Regions from separate parts of the Mus musculus genome. Here all the other regions are linked to region 2. The links are chromatin contacts, called in public Hi-C and promoter capture Hi-C maps. All regions are on one chromosome and are shown on one strand. The core of a region is the stretch at or near the end of the contact, and the rest is flanking DNA. Distances in the headings are between cores, read along the strand shown.

Evidence for each region. Promoter capture Hi-C pulls out the DNA fragments that hold promoters and counts their contacts. Hi-C and Micro-C count contacts between places; a contact is called where the count stands out from the background. Capture Hi-C pulls out chosen DNA fragments and counts their contacts.
Region 1: a Hi-C map of CD8 T cells shows a contact between it and region 2, with 4 times the contacts expected there. The contact joins the promoter of Zc3h18 here to the promoter of Afg3l1 in region 2. A contact is called at or near these places in 4 of 39 promoter capture datasets (the C10 cell line, cranial neural crest, liver and 1 more), 2 of 484 Hi-C or Micro-C datasets (CD4 T cells and CD8 T cells) and 2 of 9 other capture datasets (adipose tissue and liver).
Region 3: a contact with region 2 is called in a promoter capture Hi-C map of embryonic stem cells, with 2.6 times the contacts expected there. The contact joins the promoter of Snai3 here to the promoter of Afg3l1 in region 2. A contact is called at or near these places in 2 of 39 promoter capture datasets (embryonic stem cells and pre-B cells), 2 of 115 datasets of contacts at active chromatin or transcription factors (embryonic stem cells and large pre-B cells) and 1 of 9 other capture datasets (embryonic stem cells).
Region 4: a promoter capture Hi-C map of liver shows a contact between it and region 2, with 2.4 times the contacts expected there. The contact joins the promoter of Car5a here to the promoter of Afg3l1 in region 2. A contact is called at or near these places in 2 of 39 promoter capture datasets (embryonic stem cells and pre-B cells) and 1 of 9 other capture datasets (liver).
Region 5: a contact with region 2 is called in a promoter capture Hi-C map of liver, with 3 times the contacts expected there. The contact joins the promoter of Cyba here to the promoter of Afg3l1 in region 2. A contact is called at or near these places in 2 of 39 promoter capture datasets (liver and pre-B cells) and 2 of 115 datasets of contacts at active chromatin or transcription factors (embryonic stem cells and stem cell-derived neural progenitor cells).

The regions. Positions count from the first base shown.
Region 1 is chr8:122,375,304-122,379,472 of GRCm38.p6, forward strand. It overlaps Zc3h18 (zinc finger CCCH-type containing 18), which reads left to right and starts at 1,313. Exons shown (of 18, transcript NM_001029994.1): 1 at 1,313-1,497. Gm39270 (adenomatous polyposis coli protein 2-like) reads right to left here and starts at 1,781. Exons shown (of 2, transcript XM_030243895.1): 1 at 1,058-1,781. The coding sequence starts at 1,768. The coding sequence ends at 1,130.
Region 2 is chr8:123,475,765-123,479,513 of GRCm38.p6, forward strand. It overlaps Afg3l1 (AFG3-like AAA ATPase 1), which reads left to right and starts at 2,098. Exons shown (of 17, transcript NM_054070.3): 1 at 2,098-2,283. The coding sequence starts at 2,146.
Region 3 is chr8:122,458,759-122,462,678 of GRCm38.p6, forward strand. It overlaps Snai3 (snail family zinc finger 3), which reads right to left and starts at 1,931. Exons shown (of 3, transcript NM_013914.3): 1 at 1,781-1,931. The coding sequence starts at 1,856.
Region 4 is chr8:121,943,173-121,947,201 of GRCm38.p6, forward strand. Car5a (carbonic anhydrase 5a, mitochondrial) reads right to left here and starts at 1,740. Exons shown (of 7, transcript NM_007608.2): 1 at 1,498-1,740. The coding sequence starts at 1,621.
Region 5 is chr8:122,430,462-122,434,249 of GRCm38.p6, forward strand. Cyba (cytochrome b-245, alpha polypeptide) reads right to left here and starts at 2,479. Exons shown (of 6, transcript NM_007806.3): 1 at 2,349-2,479. The coding sequence starts at 2,406. It overlaps Mvd (mevalonate (diphospho) decarboxylase), which reads right to left. Exons shown (of 10, transcript NM_138656.2): 10 at 3,135-3,714. The coding sequence ends at 3,634.

The DNA of each region.
Region 1 (4,169 bases), core at 63-2,562, 1.1 Mb before region 2:
ACACATACATAGGAGAGAGGGGGGAGAGAGAGGGAGAACCTTCTGTCTGACCTGATTGGCAGCCACCTTTAATCCCAGCACTAGCATGATCTCTCAAATAGCTCTCCTTGGTATCTATTGAAGGACACCAATCTATGAGATCCAGACCCCACCTTTATACCCTCACGGAGAGGCTCTGCTTTGAAATCCATACCAGCTTGGTGCTAGGACTTCACATGTAAGTAACTTGGAGGGTGGGCGGCATAGTTCAGTCGCATTATGGAGTCAAAAGTATTCGACTTGTCATGACTGGCGCCTTCCTAGGCGTCCTCGGTGTTTGTAGCATGTGTCTGAACTTCATCCCTTTCTGTGGCCCAATTAATGCAGGACTGTAAGACCAGAACTCCCCCCCCCCCTTATATCAGTTTATGGGCATCCGGGTGGTTTCACTTTGAGGAAGACAGGCAGCCCCTAACCAGTAAGACCAAGATCAGATTCAAAATTTGCAAGGGGTCAGTACCTAATGATCTCCGTACCTTTTATCAGGTCATGGGGGGGGGGGGGGGTTGGACTTCGGGCTCCAGCAGCTGAGCCCCATCTGGGTAGTAGGAGGGGACTGAAAAATGACCCAATCAGTTTAAGTCCTCCCCAGGGAGGTTACACTGGGTCACGGTAATTTAACGATGCCAGAGATGTTTAGCGTCACAGAAACAGGTAAGAGGATCTAAATCCTTCAACTCCAAAATCTTTTTTTTTTTTTTGAGGGTACCAGGGCCTCGCACATACTTGGCAGGTGCTGTCTCAACCTCAGAGCTACACTCCAGCCCCCAAAACACTTTTGGTCAAGTATTGATTTTTTTTTTTCCGAGACAGGGTTTCTGTGTAGCCCTGGATGTCCTGGAACTCACTCTGTACACCAAGCTGGCCTCGAATTCTGAAATCCGCCTGCCTCAGCCTCCCAAGTGCTGGGATTAAATACAGCCCGGCAAAATATTGATATTTAATAAGGCAGAAAGTTCGTGCCCTGAAGAAACGAATGCTAAGTTTTCAGACCCTGGAAGTGTCCACTCGCACTCACCAAGAGCCTCAAAGGGCTTTCCCTTTCCGGCACGCATCCCGCCTGCTCCTCATCTGATCTCATCCCAAGCAACTACCACGAAGAGCCACCGACTGCGCACGCGCCGCCAGGAGGCCCGCTAGAGGGCGGGGTCGACCTCGGTGAGCCTGCGCAGTAGCAGAGCCTTGGGAGCGCGCGCCGCGGAGGCGAGGCCGGCGGAGGCCGGAAGGAAGTGCGGAAGAGGGCGGGGCTAGCGAGGGAAGCCCGCCGGTTCGCAAGACGGCCGTCGCGGCCTGATGACGTTGCACAATGGCCGGCCCCCGCGGGTAGTGGAGCCCGTTTGTTCCGCCCGCGTCGTGCCCAAAGCCGGAGCCAGTGAGGAGCGAAAAGGCTGAGGAACGTCTCGTCCACGCTGCCCCCACCACAGCGGAGCCGTGGCCGCCTCCCGTCTTCGCGTTGAGGTAAGCTGGGCCGGCGGGCGGCGGGGAGAAGGCCGCCCCAGCGGCGGCGGGAGCGAGGCCCCGGAGCCCGGCGCCGCCTCCCGAGCTCTCGGGCGCGCCCCCGGCTGTGCGCAGCCGCGGGCCGAAGCGCGGGCCGGGACAGCGGGCAGGCGCGAGCCCGCTGCGGCCTGGGACGTCCGGGCGGGTGCCGTGGCGCGCCGCGGTCTGCCGTGGTGAAGTTGCTTTTCCTGAAGCTGTCATTTTCCCTTCCGGGCCACTCGGCGTGGCACATGTTCGCCGCCCACAAAGGGGAGCGGATCGCGCAGGTTGGCTCGGGAGGAGGCCCGCTTGGACTCTCGACGGGCTCTGCAGGGAACTTTGAACTCTCTGGAGCCTCCTGCAACTTGCTCTCGCAACTTCAAGCGAGCACAGGTTGGACGGACCCACTGTGCTCCAAGAGTCCCGGGTCGCTTAGGAAGTGTGACCTCCTCGCCTCTTGGACTGTGAGCTTAGAGATGCCATTTCTTTAGTGTAAAGTAGCCAGGCGATTGTAGTGCTAGAAGGAAATTAAACTAAGACCTATAGTCTCGCCCCTACTAGATACTTAGTTTCCCGTATACTTTTGACAGCTGAGTTTACCGGGCACAATAGCTGTTTCAAATGAGCTTTTTCTTGGCACTTATTAACAAGAGTAATCTTCAGACCCATTTGAGGGTAGTAGAAGAAGGCATTTGTTTCTTCTTCATCACATTACCTATCCCAAGGCAGAGGTTGAGATTCTCTGTCCCTAGGCTAGTTCCCATTTCCCAGCCCCCTGAGAGGAGAATGCGAATGATCTGAACACGTTTGAAGCCAGCCAGTTCTGGAACCAATCAATATGTCCCCAAAGCTGAAACTCCTCTCTAGTCGTAGATGGGGAATGCTCAAACATTTTAAGAGCACTTCGGATTTACTTCCTGAACACTCAGCAGGTAAGTTTGCTTTGCTCATCTCCAAAGAGATAGCTTGTCATCTGCAGACCATCCCAAGGAGACCATCTCCTTACCGAAGAGTTTTTGCAGAGCTTAAGTCACTTTGCGGGTGGTGTTTTCAACATCCTGACATTCTTGCTCTATACATGGATGGAGCTATGAATAAGTTTTTTTAACCAGGCATAACAGAACTTAGACATCAACATAGGCTCTGCTCTGCTAAACTTCATCTCCCACAGCTGAGTATGGTGGCCCACACCTTAATCCCAGAACTTGGGGGGAAGCAGAAGCGAGGGGGTCTCTTAGTTCCAGCTAGCTTGGTCTACATAGTGAGTTCCAGGACAGCCAAAGCTACAAAGTGAGACCTTGGTTCAAAGGAAAAGTCGTTTTCCAGAAGTTGTATTTGTGTGTTATCGAGCCTCCTTAACAAAACCTACTTGGAACACGTTTCTCAGTAGTAGGCCAGTCAGTGGTGACCAAGTCTTTAATCTCAGAACGCAAGAGGCAGAGGCAGAGGCAGGTATATCTCTATTGGTTCGAGGCTAGTCAGGGCTACGATGAGAAACCCTGCCCCCCTCCCCAAGTCATACCCCATGTTTGCCCAAGAGTTGTTTTAACCTGAATTGGTAAATTCACCAGGCCAGGCTATTAAGTAGCTTGTAGCAGTTGCTGAAAATGACCCAGCTGTGAGGAGACCACGACATAACTGTTCTGTCAGTAGTAGAGTGGTTGGAGTCAGTTTGGCCTTCCTGAGCTGCTGCTGACACAAGAGCAGAACGCTGCTCTGGAGTTCTGTTACAATGTTTTACAAACAGGCAACTTTATTAGATCTCTTTCTAGTATGCAACAGGTGGTTCCTGGATTCATGGGGTTTTGTCGTTTAGTCAAGCATTTTCCAGTATGTCAAATGCAGCTGGGGACAGAGATATTGAAAGACTGTCATTCCACCCCTGAACAGGTTCACCATTGTGGATAGGAGGACTAAAGGTTAGTTCTAAACTTTGTGAGAGTCCTGCACTACTGGGTTAGTGGGTAAGAAGATTGTAAACATTGTAGCTGGGCTGGAGGATCCCCGGATTCACAGCTTATATGTAGCACATGAGTTCCCTGCAGCCAGCAGAGGGTAGCACACAGAATTAGTCTTTTTTTTTTGTTTTGTTTTTGTTTTTGTTTTTGTTTTTGAAGACAGGGTTTTTCTGTATAGCCCTGGCTGTCCTGGAACTCACTTTGTAGACCAGGCTGGCCTCGAACTCAGAAATCCGCTGCCTCTGCCTCCCGAGTGCTGGGATTAAAGGCGTGTGCCACCACCACCGAGCGGCAGAATTAGTCTTAACAGAGAATACTGATACCTAGAGAGACAGTGGACCTTTTTGGAGCATGGCTGGAGATCAGTCCCTCTACTGATTTCCCAGTATGGGCTTTTGGAAACAAGATCCCAACTTATAACAGCCTTCAAACAAACTATTGGAGTTTGTGTGCTGCAGTTAGATGGACAGAGTAATGCACAGTGCAAGAAACAAGATTCCTAACTTAGAGAGGAATTCTGGGGTTTGAACTACCAGAAAGGAAGAGAGAAATTTTATATGTTTGAGCTTGTTTATAACTTGTCATTGGTTGCTCAGAACAGCCTGTGATCCCAGGAGTCCTCTGTCCTTCGCTGCAAACACACACCAGGACAGCTATTCGCCCCACTACTTTATGGCATGTGTGCCAATAATTAAC
Region 2 (3,749 bases), core at 848-3,347:
TTTCCTTCACTCTGCCAGGCAACAGCCAGGTCCTCCTGACTGTTCTGTACTCTGGGCACTCCCTCCAGGGTCTCCCTTGGAACGTCTTCCAGGGGTGCAGCCTGTGGGGCCAGACTGTCGTCCTCCCACAGCCACTAGGGTCCTTACGGTCCACAGTGGCAGCTGCCAGAATACAGAATACCAGAACTGGTAACACAGGTGGGACTCAAACCCTCAATCTCAGACCTGAAAAACCAAGACACAAATTCAGCGGTGCCACACTTAGACAACAGACAACATACAAGACTCACACAAGCAAACGTAACTCCAAGGGGTCCTTTGGGGTTCTTGGGTGTCACACAGATCTCGGTAGGACCTCCGAAATGTTAAAACCTAGTGGGGAAACACCCACTCAACTCCCGATTGATTCAGTGTGCACCCAAAAATCACGAAGGACCATCTCTTGATGTAATTACATGAGGATGTTTAATGACGGAGCTCCGGACCGACATGCATCCCACAAAGGAGATAACGGATGTCGGCCACGAGGCTCGAAAGCTAGGGGTTTTTATGGGGTAAGGGGCTTAGGGGTGTGGAATTCAGCATAGTGACACACTATTGGCTTATTTAAACATTAACAGAAAGATTACATGTTAGCAAAAGGGCATCAGGACTTTGTTCCTGTGGGCTAGGGGCTTATCTTGTTCACATAGCAACCAGTTGATGTATGACTTTACCCGGCATCAAGGGGCAGTGGACAGAGGGGAGGTTCCAGCCAGGTGGTGTTGACCCAGACAAGATAGCCCTGCTTGTACAATCAAGCTGTTCTTAGGAATGTCTTAACAACAGCCCTGTCTGTTCTGCTTTGTTCTCAGCCCCAGGCCACGGGCTCATAGACAACTCTTTTACATGAATCACAAGATACAAAATCTCATTTTCTTTTATCACCATCTCCCACTCCAGCGCGGTATGGTGAGGCGGGAGGGATGCCTCGGCACATCCCTTTCCCTGAGTTATCAGCCACAGGACAGGTATAATGTAGAACAGTTTATTTGGGGGCATGGGAAGGGAGTTGAGAAGGGAGTAGAGGCAGTCAAAGAGAGAAAAGAGAAGAGGAGAGGAGAGGCTGGCCAGGAACCCGTGGAGAGGAGGAAGGAGGGAGGAGTTGGGGAGAGAGGGAGAAAGGGGTCAGGGAGAGAAGAAAGTCTGAGAGAGAGAAGGGGAGAAGGGGCAGAGAGAGCGAAGACATGGAGGGGGGTATGGGAGTAGGGGTCGGGTTGGGAGGGAACAGACCCTTTTATAGCAAGCCAGGCCTTGTTGCTAGGTAACCGTTGGGCGGAGCATAGAAGGACTGCTAACACTATGGGTGACAATGGTCTTCTCCCGGGCATCTGTACCTTTGAAATGTAGTCAAGGTAGAATCTGAGTACACGCAGATGCCACGTGTGTCGTGGACAGCCCCACTGTCCAGAAACTGGTTCATCCTGAACACCCACACCTCCCTAATGCCAAGTCCAAATTGCTAGTCCGCACAACTGCAGGCAAATCAAAACTGGGGTGACTCTATATACCAACCAAGTGCTCTCCCGCAGAGCAATGCCACAGGCCCTCACGCTGCTCCAGACCGTCCCGTCGCTCCCTGCGCATCCGCAGGAATAAAAATGTTGTTAAGTAAAATTAAACAAGGGTCTATGACGTGGATCAATGAGACAAGTCGTGCACCAAATAACAGTTCCTTTGTTCACGATAGGTCTCGAACCACATCTAGTCTGGATGTAAAATACCGGGAGCACCTCCAACCGGTAATACTAGTACCCTCAACCAGGGAGAAGTAGCCTCAAAATTTAATTACGTGAGCCGCGTTACCCCGAGGACCCACCGAAGCCATTGATGTCGTTGACAATGCAAAATTTAAAATACGTCTAAAGGCCCTTGGTGTCTAGGTCAAGTTGGCCGCGGACCATCCGCCATCAGCTGTCAGGCAGCGCGAAGCGACACTCGGGTTCAGGATCCTAAGGAGCACGGCCGCGAACCAGACACCCAAAGAGAGGTCCGAGCCGATGCGGCGGCCAGCTGCGCACGCGCGCCCCCGAGGGCGTGGTGCACTATGATCCGCCTGCTGCGCGTGCGCGCGCCCAGGGGGCGGCGCGAGGTCAGGGCCGGGGGATGTTACTGCGGCTGGTGGGGGCGGCGGGCAGTCGAGCCCTGGCCTGGCCTTTCTCCAAGCTGTGGCGATGTGGCGGATGCGCAGGGAGCGGCGGGACGGTCTGGAGCAGCGTGAGGGCCTGTGGCATTGCTCTGCAGGTGAGCAGGGCAGCGCTGGGGCCACGGGTTCCGGGCGGCGTGGCGGGGGCCGCGCTGGGCGTCGCGGTGACGTCATCGGCCTGCGGCTGGGCCGGGCGCAGCGTCTTCCCGATTTCTGCCTCCGACTCCACTAGTGTCTACCTACGGCTGATCGGAACACTTGAGCGGGTGCGATCTAGCCATTATCCAGTTAGCTATTGCAGGGCCCCACTTAAAAGGTAGTAGCCTTTATTCATTAAGGAGGCGTAGGTCTCCATACTAAGCAGAGAAAGATGGCCACCATGGAATTCCCGCCACTGATGCTTCATTTTTTAGATAGTTTAGCCTTACTAGATATTTTATCACCCCTCACAGGTACATCTGCCAGTAGTAAGGAGGCTCACCACGGCGAAAGGGAATATCCATGCAGATTATCCATCTTCAAATAAATGCGTGTTACCATCACAGGGGCCATACAGCCGTTCTTCCTCAATTCAGTTTTGGTCTTGTTCCCTCTTAATATGACAGTAGTGTGGTGTAACGGTCCATGAGCAAATGTCCATTTACCCCAGCTAGGGCACTCACGATAGGTCAAAATGATTCCATTCCTCTAGCTTTGTGAACCAGTGAGCTTATTGGAATTAAATATGGCCGCACCGGGGAAGGTTACTTAACAGGAGTGACTCAAAAGCAGTTTCATCGATGAAAGGCTCACATACAGGTCACAACGCAAGGCGAACCTACAGTCAGTACCACTGAAGAGGCTCCCTCCCCTCAGCAGTTCTTTCCTGCCTGTAGAACTTTGGGTCTGGGGGCCCGTGGATTTTTTTTTAAGCTTCTGAGCATAAGGTTTATGGGGCTTCTTGAGGCTTAAGAGCTTCCCTCTCTGTAGGGGGGAATCTCTGGGTTTGGAGGAGGTAGCTGCACAGTGGGTCGGGAAAATGCCCTCAGGTTTGTTTCTAGTGCTGTGCATTGCACAGTCATTTCAGGTCATGTCGCACATCCTGTTCCGGTGGGTGACCCGTTGAAGATCAGTCATATAGTGATTGTTATAGACAGTTCTGAGTTGCTGTGGGCCAGTGTCTTTGTGAAAGAAGTACATTGGATGGACTTTGACTTGGTTGGGTGGCTTTTCGTGGCGAGACATCAGAGTGCCCACTCACCCTAGACAGAGCACTGGTAACAGACCAAAGAAAGGTGTTGTGTGACACTGCTCTTAGGGAACAAACATTACCCACGGCAGATAGGGAGCGGGCAACAGACCACGGTAGAGTCCATCTGGTGAACTAGTGAGTTTTGGTGGAGTTACTTACAGAAATGACTCCAACAGCTGCATCATCAGCGCCCATCCCAGTGTGGGATGGCAGACAGCTCAGGAAAGCTGGAAACAGAGTACTCTGCTCGTTCAGCAGGTTAGAGAGTGACCGTTCCTAGAGCCTGTTCCAGGCAGCTCAGTCTCTGCTTCACCCAGGTTGCCAGGCTACTCT
Region 3 (3,920 bases), core at 681-3,180, 1.0 Mb before region 2:
GTTTCCCTGGGGTCCTGTCGGAAGGAAAGTCTCCACCTCTACCACCAAGGTACTGCCAGGTTCAGACACTGCGTTCTGTGTCCACTCCACAGGCAGAGGAAAGCAACCTCATGCAGGTGGGAGCGACCATGGCTTCTGCATATGCCTTTCCTATGTTGTCTTGCACTTTGGTGATTTCTGCAGCTTTGGTTTGCCGGGAGATGAGGGTATCAATGCCCCGTGGCTTGAGGAATCCCTGAAGCCCCTTCGGAGGAGGGAAGGAGAACTCCAGGCCTCAGCACCTCAGTATACTCTAGGGAGACATCATAATAGGAAGAGAGTCACTGGGACCATGGGGGCCTGGGAAAGCCAAGAGCGACCGCTAAAGGGCATTAAGGCTACTCTGGGAACCTCCTGTCCGAAACAGGGCCCTGCAGGACCTGATTTGCCCATTTAAGAGGTAAGCTGGGGAGCTGGGCGTGGTGGTGCACGCCTTTAATCCCAGCACTTGGGAGGCAGAGGTAGGTGGATTTCTGAGTTCGAGGCCAGCCTGGTTTACAAAGTGAGTTCCAGGACAGCCAGGGCTACACAGAGAAACCCTGTCTCGAAAAACCAAAAAAAAAAAAAAAGGAAGTAAGCTGGTATGTGCTCTCCAAGTGCAATCTAAGGTTTTAACTCTTAAAACAATGGCCTAGGGCCAGAGGCATGGCTCAGTGGTAAGTGCTTGACTAGTCTTGTGTGGGGCATTGATTCTATCCTCCATACAAGGAAAAAAAACTACATTCACTATAAGTACAACTTTCTACCTCCTCTGTAAGGAGACCCAACCACCCAACCAAAAGAAAAATCACACTCTAATAGCGTCTGTTATAGAACTGCTGTTGGTGACTCACTAAATTGAATCAAAAATGTCTCCCCCACCCCCAAGAGCAGGGTCCTAGATAGCACCCCCTGGTGGCAGCAGAGGTGATGATGGGGCCTGATCCAAGAACTCCCACCAGCTGGGGCTATATGAGGGGTGCTGGCCTGAGGCCCGACATCCAAAGTGTCCCGAGGCACTGGGCAACTTCCTAGTAGGTCTTTCTCTGAGAAGTTGCCCACCTGAGTGGGGGTAGCTCTGACCATCAGGCTGGCTCTGAAGATTAAGGGTTCTCTTCTCAGGTGCTCAGACCTAAAGCCCCTGAACCTAGCCGTAAAGGTGGACAACTGAGCCTGTTGTGTGGAGGTCGGCTCTTCCTTGGTCACTGCACCAGGAGAGCAAGGAGGCTTCTGGGAAGAGCGAAGACCACCAGAGGTTGTTTGCTCTATCAATGAGCTCACCACCCACGAGGCAGGATGCTCTGGGGGAGTCCTGCCTTTTCTCACCAGCCACCATCTGCGGGTAGGACAAGTTTCCTGGCCTTGTGGTTAGTGAGACCTTCTTTAGGTGGGTGTATACAGCGCCTGGGACATACTTTAAGTTTGGACCCTTCCAGACCTGCACAGAGAGGACTTCAGGACTTCAGCTGAGCAGTCCGCAGGGAGAGCTCCGGGGAGATCTGGGGCTCAGGAAACTTTGCCAAGTGGGGAGCCCAAGGCATGCCCGAATCTTCTGAAGCAGAGAAGTTAGTTGCCCTGGGCACATCCCTCTTAGAGCCCCAGTCTTAAGCCAGAAGGGGAACCTCCTCCTCTGTTGAAATGGAAAACTCTAGCCCCTTCCCCTCTCACCTGGGGCAGGTGTGACCCAGCTCCCAAGGACTTCCCAGCTGCCTCCAGCCCCGAAGCGCTGCGAGCTGGGGGCGGAGATCCGGCCAACCCCTACCTCTCAGTGTCTCCAGTTTCCCGTAGTTGGGGACCCTGTGACTGGAGTGCGTTTTCACCAGGAAGGAGCGCGGCATGGTCCCCTCCCGAGAGCAGGCAGAGTCTAGCCAGAGCCTGCAGCGGGATTACCGACTGCAGAGTCTGGCGGCGCCGGCGGGCCGCGCGGCCGGCAGGTGCGAGAAGGGTCAGGCTCATTAGCATAGCGCACCACCTCAGCCAACCAGCGCGGAGCACGGCGGGGCGGGGCCGCGAAGCCACGCCCAGGACAGGTGCGCGGGCGGGGAACCCGCCGCGTGGTCGGCGGTGTCTGCCCCACGGGACTCCGCTGGCCCGCGTCATGGTCACGCACCGACCCCGCGGGGGCTCGCCATCGACCTGCCCTGGATGAAAGAGCAGAGTTCAGGGTTAGGTGACAGGTGCCAGCCAACTTGGCCGAGCAGAGTCCCTAACCTCTCCAGCATCCTTTATAATCCATGCCCAGGAGAGTCGGAACAGCCCTGTCTGGTTGTCTAGGCTCTCCGTGTGGATGTTTACGACGTTAGAGTCTGGTGGGACAGTCTCTGGGGTAGGTGGACAGAGCACCAACTGGGTGTGTCTGTCTGTGGCTGAGTAGCAGGGCTGTGTGGCCAGAACTGAACTTTACCCTATAACCCCACATTCCTTGGCATCTGTGGGCTGAGGTGGGAAGGGAAGGTGAGTCGGCAGCGTAGGAGACAGTGGGGGAAGGGGCCTGAGTCACCCTGGCGTTCACATTCACGGTTGCAGGGCACGGTAGCTGGTGTCATTCCGTTTCTGGGAGAAAAGCAAGGTTCTGAGAGTTCTGTGGTCGACAGAACTGGTAACATTAGCCCACACTCCTGGCTGGTCAGATGTGGCTGCAAGTACTCTTTTGTTATGGTGTAATTGTGTGGAAATAGGGCATCTGTGGGAAGGCTATCTGAGGACACATTCCTGCTGGCTGCCCATTCCCCTGTACCTTGGATTTGTAAGTAGCCTTTTTTGTAACCTCTCCCCTTCCAGGCATAGATAAAAAGCCTATGGTTCCTAAACCGGCTTGCACTTGCATATCCTTCCTGTCCACCCACACAATGCGTAGCCTTGGGCTGACTCTCCCAGCTCATCTCCTAACCTCCTTAAAGAGGGATGATCTGGCCTGCTTGAGGGGAACTGCCAGTTTCATGAAAGGTGCTGGGCCCACCTTTGAGGCGGGGCCCCAATAGGCTTCTGACATTCATAAGCCATTACCGTGAAGGAAATTGGAGATCCCCACTTCTCTGAGCCCCCTCACCTTGCTGCTGTGCAAGTTCATTCTTCAGCTATGACTCACAGTTACAGGCCAGCAGGCTTCATGCAGCCCCAGGGAAGAGGTAGTAGCTGTCTCCAGCACTGGGGTTTAAAATTCTTAAGCCCACGGCTGTGGGAAGCCTTCCCAGCGGGAGAGAGGCTTGCCTCAGCCAACACAAGCCTCTTCAGGGCTTTTCCTAAAAAGGCTGAGACAAGCTGTCTGTTGCCTACGCACGCTGTGTTGCTCCTTCAGCAGAAGTACAGGTTTGGGAACCACGCAGGGCCCCACGCAGATCTCAGCCACCCCCAGAAGCACATGGAGCGGGCCACAGGAAAACCAGCAGCCCTGACAATAGTGAGGTACACTCACCCAACAACTCCACCTGCTTCCTCACAGGGGGCTCCCACCGACCGGCCCACAGGAGGAGATGCAGTCTGTTTATGCCTTGGTCCCTGGTATATTGCCAGAGCTAATAGATAGTGTCACTCATGGGTCGGACTGTGTCTATTCAATGTATTCAACTGTGTGATTTAATTCAGATGCTAAATCTTTACAGATGTTGCAGATTCAAGAGAGCTTAACCCACTGATTAATGTCCTAGCAAAGAGGGCAATGGGACTTTGGTGTGCACAGGGGTGGTGGGAGAGTTGGGATAGAGGCTTAAGGCCTGAGTGGTTAGCAACGAGGGAGCCCTTGTCCCCTTCCCTTGCTGATACACCTCCATGTTGGACTTCTGGCCTCCAAATACGTTTCTGGTGTTCTCTCAGAGGAACACTCTGTGGTATGCCATTCCAGAGGACCGCGATAACTTGCACTGATGACATCCTGAAAGCATTGGGTCAGCAGACTGGGTCTG
Region 4 (4,029 bases), core at 490-2,989, 1.5 Mb before region 2:
TGTGATGGTACAAGCCCTCTCTTTCCTTTGCATGCAGGGCTGTGCTATAATTGGTCCAGAACCTGTCACACCCATCCCTGGCTGTGTAACTAATTATCAGTTTCCTTTTGGAGTCAGCTGGTGGACACTGACCCCTCCCTGTTCTGACCTCTCATTTTGCAACGTTAGATCAAAAGAAAAAAAAAAAAGATCCTCGTGCAGGGCCTGGTGACACACACCTTTAATCCCAGCACTTTCAAGGCAGAGGCAGGTGGATCTCTGAGTTCAAGGCCAGCTTGGTCTACAGAGTCCCAGGACAGCCAGGACTACACAGAAACACCATCTGGGGTAGGGTGGGGTGTGGAAGGCTTCTCTCAGGTGACCTTGTGTTTGGGATGAGCAGGTAAGAGGTGTGTGAGTGTGTGTGTGTGTGTGTGTGTGTGTGTGTGTGTGTGTGTGTGTGTATGGCAGGGGGGAGGGGAGAAGGTAGCAGTATTGATAGGAGTGTCCACAGCTGCCTTAGGAGGACAGCTGAAGAGTCCCAGAGTGTCCAGGTTGGGACACTGGTGACATTAGGCCTTATGAAGATGGAAGGTAAGAGGCTGCCAGCCTCGGTCACCAGATGAGTTCCAGAGAGCTGCCAAACCTTAAGGGTGAAATTTCAGACACTGTAGGCATGGCACCTACAGCTGACACACTCCTGTCGTGAGCTGAAGATCCCTAACCCTAGGCACATTCCTGCACAGTAACACTAGCAAGTGCTGTCTGCGGCTGCTCACTGCTGGTCAGAGCCAAGGGCTACAGCAGATGCCAAGTGCCGGGGTTAAAGCTCAGAGCCACGAGCCTCCAACCTGAGAGCCGTGAGCCCGAAAACCCAGGGTGGTGGGCAGCCAGTTCTTGGACCTTGGAGCCTTGAGCCTCTCCCGCTGCTAGTCTAGTCTCTGGGCTTTGGGCACTCAGCAACCAGGCTGTCAGGGTTGCAAGAGCTGCTTGCCCACCCACCCTCCAGGCCTGGCAGCTTCTCGGGCAGTCCTGGGGTTTGTGTGAGGCTGGGCACCCTGGGATGAACAGAGGAGCCTGTGTGCACCGGGCTTCCCACTGCCTTCCCACCGGATGCTGCAGACAGCATCCATCTTGCCTGCCCTGTGGATGTGGAAACCGAGGTTTAAGGAGGCAGGCCATTTACTCAAGCTCTCAAAGGTCACCTTTCGTCTACAGGAAGGCCTCCGGGCCTGGCCCTTCCAAATGCTAAAACCCAAAATCTGCAGTTTGGGCAGTTCAAATGTCCAGAAGCATCTTGGGCCCAGCTGGAGGCTTGGAGCATGCCCTAGTTATTTGCAATACCTCTTAGTCCCTTTAGCCCCCGAGTTACACAGAGTTAAATGACTCACTTGGGATCACCAGATACCAGAGATATTGTACAAATCAGAACGGAAGCCAACCATGTTGCCTCTTAAAGCCACCCTAAGACTGCACCACCATTAAATCTCACCTGGGACAGTATGAGAATCTACTTACGGGCACAGTTGCTGTGTTCCTCTGCACAGGAATGCTGGAAACGCCAGCGCTGTGGCCCTGTGGCACAGAGAAGTCCCACATGCCTGAGGATGGCTAAGGGCTTGCGGGGGTCTCTCCTGAGCATCTTGGCTCTGAGCAGCACGGGGTAGTGGCCCACTGTATGCCCTTGCTTTGGTCAGGGCCACCTCAGAGTTAGGTGCATCTCTGTCCTTTTGAGGAACTCATTAAAACCTCTGAACCTAGTGGTTAAATTTCAACTCTTGCCTGTCCCAGCTCAGGAGTGGGTGATTGGGGACCCAGTGGCCTTGGCTGGGAACAGGCCACTCTGGTCACTGCTTTGGCCTGGTAAACAGCTGGGCAAGCCTGCCAGAGTGCTAAACTTGACATGGGTCCCCCAAGAGCAGCAGGAAAGGATGTGAAGGATGGGTGAGGGCAAAGTCCCTGTCCCCTGTAGTATTGACCCTGTGTTGGGGACATGTAGGGCAGGCACAGAGCTGTCACACAAGACAGGAGAGGACAGGTTCAAGAGCATAAGGAGGGGTGGAGGCACAGTGCCTTGGCTGAGTGGGGCTGTGACCGGGTGTCCCGATTGCTGAGGGAAGCTGGAGGTTCCTGGGGCCCATCTCCGCAGCCTTGATTCCAATGTATTCCCCTGAGACAGGATGCCCTGGGTCCTGCCCAGAGGTTTGCCATGGATGTCAACAGTGTTCTTCTCATGCATGAAGGGTCCACGTAGGGACAACTTCTATTTGGTGGCTCTGGCTATGACACTTGGAATTTTGGGTCAGCCCCAGGGAGCCTCTTTCTGACTGGAGGAGCAGTCTGTCCATCCTCCAATGCTTTTTTCCAAAGGAGCCCACAGGGATGGGTGGCGTGTGTGTAAGATCTTCCACCACTGCTGTTGCTTTAAAATTGGAGTCTGGCCGGGCAGTGGTGGCACACACTTTTAATTCCAGCACTTGGGAGGGAGAGGCAGGCAGATTTCTGAGTTCGAGGCCAGCCTGGTCTACAGGGTGAGTTCTAGGAGAGCCAGGGCTACACAATGAAACCTTTTCTCAAATTTTATATATATATATATATATATATATATATATATATATACACACACACACACACACATATACATACACACATATGTATATATACATATATAGTGCAAAAATTGAAAACAATACAAAAATATGAAGCACAATTCCTTTCCTCTTCTCCTCTCTCTCTCTCTCTCTCTCTCTCTCCCTCTCTCTCTCTCTCTCTCTCTCTCTCTCTCTCTCTCTCTCTCTCCCCTTCCCTCTTTCCCTCTCTGGTGCCCACAGCTCATTCACCCTTCATCCTAGTCATCTGTACTTTGTGGATATAAGGCCTGGCATCCGTGACATCAGACTCACATCATGGAACTCGCTCTGTAGACCAGGCTGGCCTCGAACTCACAGAGCTCTCCTGCCGCTGCCTCCCAGGTGCCAGGATTAAAGGCGAGTGCCACCCTGCCTTGCAGCCTTTATTATTATTATTTTTACATTCAGTTATATAATCAATAAATTGATTTTCCAAAAGGAATAAACATCTAAAGTACATCTTATTTCTTTGTGCACATGCATGCAGACACATGTTGAGGGCAGAGGACAACTTGTGGGAATCACTTCTGTCTGCCAGCGTGTGTCCCAGAGCCACCAGGCAATCATCTTCACCAGGTGGGTCATCTTGCAGGCACAGATAAACTCCTTTTATTTCCTTAAGCTACCTTCTTGTTTCCTGGTTCCCTGACAGCCCCTGACACTGTGTCTGTTCTGCCCATGGAGGAACCCGCATCCCAGAGTGGTGACCTGTGTCGGGAGTGTCCCCTAGCTGGCAAGTGACCGGGTCCCAAGCGTTTTTGAACCCATCCCACAAAAACAATATGGAGATGGAACTGGGAAGAAAGTGCAGCTAAATGTGGGGGCCAGCAGGAGGTATTCAGGTACACGCAGTCACCCTGCTCTTCACGTTCTGGGACACACACAAGGAGCACAGTGGATGCCTGGGCAACACAGTCAGTCACCCAAACTCTCAATCAGCACAGTGGGGGAAACAAGCTGCCATGGGCGTTTGTGCCATGGCTGTCATTGCTGCCTAAGGAAATATGTCGAAGGGGGGGCGGGGCTGGGGGGGGGGGGAGAGAAGCAACCATGGCTGACAGGGTTACAAGCGTGCACTTCGTTTCCGGATAGGCTCCATGGTCCATGCTCATCTCTGTTCCTTGCAGTGCTGTTTGTGCTGACATGTGGTGTGGTACCCTCACTTCCAAGATGGCTCCTTCCTGCTGCCTGGAAGGTGCTCGCGGGAGGTTCTCTCTGTAGGGCAGCTTGGTGCCAAGTGGGTTAAGGGCAAGGGTCCTGGGGCTCAGGAATTGGACGCTACTAATTTCTAAAGACCCAGGCCTGACGAGTAGTCTCGGATATTGTAGAATTCTTCTGTCTGGTAGCTCAGAGGTCTGGGAAGGTCAAGGCCCCACTGAGTGAGCTAACTTTTAGAGCCACGAGTGAGCGTGTCATCGGC
Region 5 (3,788 bases), core at 1,229-3,728, 1.0 Mb before region 2:
CCCACAGCCACCCATAGGCCTACTTGAGGTCTCTAGTTTCTGCATCTGTGGGTGGAGGCAGCCTCACCCCTACACCCTCCTCAGGCCCAGGTCTCAGGCTTTGGCTGTTTGGGATCCCTGGCAGCAACAGCTCTTGGCAGCTGGAGGGACTGATGCTCTATGACAATCTTGCTAGGGTGCTGACTCCTGCCTTCTTCAGTACGAAGACCCTGGAGCAGCCTCAGGAAAAGCTTCCATGCTGTTCTGGACATCCCCAGACTCCAGGTCCCTCTCCCACTCTTTAAATAGTATTGGTGTTTTGCTATGCTGGGCTTGAAGCTCGGCTACATATTAACCTTCCTGTTTTGCTGGTCAGCTTTAAGGGTGCACTCTGCAGGAGGGAAGGGTACTTTGTCACACATTCACTCGGCCTGCTACCCATAGTCCTTAGGGACTCATGTCCTCACTGTGAGCTTCTGCTACACTGACCACCATGAGTGGGAGGGGTCATTCTTTACCCAACAGGGAGACCCAAGGACTGATTCTCAAGCCCCTGGCTTGCTGAAGTGATACACTGTAACAGAGGGTTCAATCCCAGGGAAGCCCACTATCTGAGGTTGATGTCTCAGCAGGTGGCATCTGAGTCAAGACTGAAAAGGAGGCATCAGCTGTGACCCCAGCCAATTGTACAAAAAGCCCCCCCCCCCCGCCCCCCTCCCCGTGCACATTCAGGAAACTCAGAGACAGAGAAGGAGCAACCTAGCAAGGAAGGCAGGAAGAGCCCAGGAGACAAGCAGGGGGGTCAGGAACGGGCTTTCGTCTTGAGATGGAGCCAGGTAATGGGGCCAGAACAGATGGAATTTTCTGTGATTTAGAAAAAAACAAAATAGGGGGCTGGAGAGATGGCTCAGGGATTAGTAGCGAGGGTTGCTCTCCAAGGGACCTGAGTGGGGTTCTCAGCACCCGCATCAGGCAGTTCAGAGCCACCCGTATGTAACACCAGCTCCATGGGTTCCAATACCCTCTTCTAGCCTTTGTCTGCAAGCGCCCCCGCACTTACACACATGGCCAGACACACACACAATCTGAAAAAAATCAAATGTTAAAAAAACAAAAGGAAACAAAGTACATCCCTGTTGATTGGACCTAGACAGTTCAGAACCTTCCCAGGACAGTTGTGCTTTCCCGTAAAAAGAAAAGTTAGCGGAAGTCACACTCGGTGGAGAAAGTAAGTGGCCACAGCCTGTGACTCCTCAGCACAGGAGACTTGTGTCAGCCTGAACACCCTGAACAATTAGCTGAGGCAGTACATAGAGACCTTAGCACACACGAGGACAGGAGACACTGCATGGACAGCGCTCGCCAGGTCTTCCCACCCTTAGGTGTGTCTGGCACCCCCACTTCCTGGAGGTAACTTTTGAAACCGTCCATAGTGGTCACAGGACAAACCACTACTGGCAGGAGGCTGGGAAGGGTAAGAAGGGAGACTGCAGGTGGGGGAGGGGCGCCATTTTCAAAAGGTTGGGGTTGCAAGGCCTTCCACGGGAGCTTCCAGCGTGGGCTGGGGGAGATTTCTCTATCACCTCTTCGATGCGCTATTCCCGGGTGAGTGGAGGGGGGTCTGGGCCATCCTCCCTGCCCTGGCAGGTCTTTTCTGGCTCCCTTCGGCTTTGAGGCATGTCTGCAGTTTCTAGTCTCAGGCCTGCTGCTCATGGTCTGGTCTATTAGGTTCCTTTCCTGGTACAGTGAAGCCCAGGGGTCCCACTGCCCCTTGGCAAACCTCCCAGACAAGCTGAACTGTTCAAGCCACGGCCAGTGTCAACCTGACTAAAGACTAGTGTCCTGCATCTTAACTCGGCAGGCCATCAGGGCTAAGATCACTCTGAGGGGTGTCCAGACTCTTGTGAAATAGTTTCTGCGCACACTTCGCTTGTGGGATGGAGCCGATTGCTCCTCTAGGATGAGCTTAGCTCCTATCCCAGGCCCCTCGGGGAGAAGCCGGAGCCCGAGTGACCTCAAGGCCAGAGTCCCAACTCCTGGCCAAGTGGGCTGTGCGCAGAAGAGGGTCTTCCGGGGGTTTTCCTAACCAGGCGGGAAACCACCGAGTGAATGTCTCTTCCCCAGCTGTAAGCAACTTCCTCCTCTGAGGTCCCAGCGCGGACCCAACAGGGTGCAGGGCGGGGTCGCCTCTAGAACAGGCGGCCGAGCACGGCCTGCAGCGGCCACCGCCCGTCCTGTGCCCGGAGGCCCCGGTAGGTCTCTCCGAGGATCCGCGCTTTGAGGTCCGCAGAACCAGCCCGAGCCCTGCTTCCCCCGCGGTGCCCCACGGGTCCTGAGCAACCCCTCCACCCGCAGCCCACCTCACTCACTCAGGCCAGACGCCAGCGCCTGTTCGTTGGCCCACATGGCCCACTCGATCTGCCCCATGACGAGGACCCTGCGCACACGCAGCAGCCCGGTCCAACTCTGCAGCCCACTTCGCAAGTCCTCACTGATCGGCCCGCCCCCTGCTCAGGCCCCGCCCTGTCGGGCTGTGCCCCAGAGGCCTCCTCTGCACCTTCCCTTTGAGCCTTGGTGGGTGGGACAGTCTCCCCATCGACCTCTCTCTCCAGCTGGAAAGTACCAGGGCCACTTGTGACTGCTTGTGACTTGTGACCGTACCCCCCCAGGGCCAGAGGCGTAAGTCACTTCATCCACCTGCTCCTCTAGTTATCAGATAAAGGCTGCTCCCTAAAAGGAGATGAGGTTACTTCCGACCCACTGTGAGCTGGGGCAGGTGTGTGTCCTGGGTCACGTGACTACGGGGTGGGGGTAGGGGACCATAGTGTGCAAGGCTGGGAAAACCCAGAAAGCAGGGGACAGAACACCGGAACACCGTTGTTCTGTTGTCTCTTTCCTCTGGCCTAGACCAGCTCCAGCAGCTGTTGCATGTATGCTGGGGTATGACTTAGGGTGGTCACAAGGTGGCAGGAGACTCTCACGGGGCTGGCTTGTGGGCAGTGGGAAGTGTTCCTGGCAGGACCCACTTCAGCCCCCACCTCTCCACTACATAGGGAAACAAGACTGAACTCAATGGCGGGTAGGACCCAGCAGATCAGTAGACCAGAGACCCTAAAGCGCTGGTTTAGGAAGAAAGAAGAAAGCACAGCCCACACGGGCAGGCAGGAACAGCACACTTTATTCCTGTGGTCCTCAGGTCCACTGACTGCACCCTCATGAGGCACCCACACACACAATGGACCCTACCTGTGGGCTCGACAGCCCCTACCCTCACCAGGAGGCTTTATAAAGAAACTGTGGCCTGAGTCTCAGCAGAGAGGCACCGCTGTCTGAGCCATCACGCTTAGATGGTTACTGAGGCCCTCAGAGCATCTTGGGGGAGGGGGGAGGCACCGACTCCCCATCCCTGATGAGCAGCTGTCTGGAGTGCTGGAAGGTCCATCGAGTGGGTCAGCTAGCCCTTCAGAAACCAGCGGGGAACCGGAGGCACTTGAGAGGGGTTCCCGTGATCGCCTAGATGGCTGCCCATCACACTCGACATCCCCCAGTATAATCGATCATCAAGCAGCCCTTCAGGAGAGGCTGACCAGCAGGCCAGCTCCCGAGTTCCAGTGGGCAACCCCTTTCTCCAAATGGCACTGGACGTGGAAGAGGTCAAAGGTCCCGTTGTGGCAGTCCATCCTGGCCTAGCAGATGATCATGAGTGTCGTCTAGGACTTGAGGTCCTGGTCCGACCTGGGGGGAGAAAAATCAGTGTCCAGTCATGGGGTGCGGCAGTAGCCGCTGCTCCGGAGACTTTACAGGTCAGA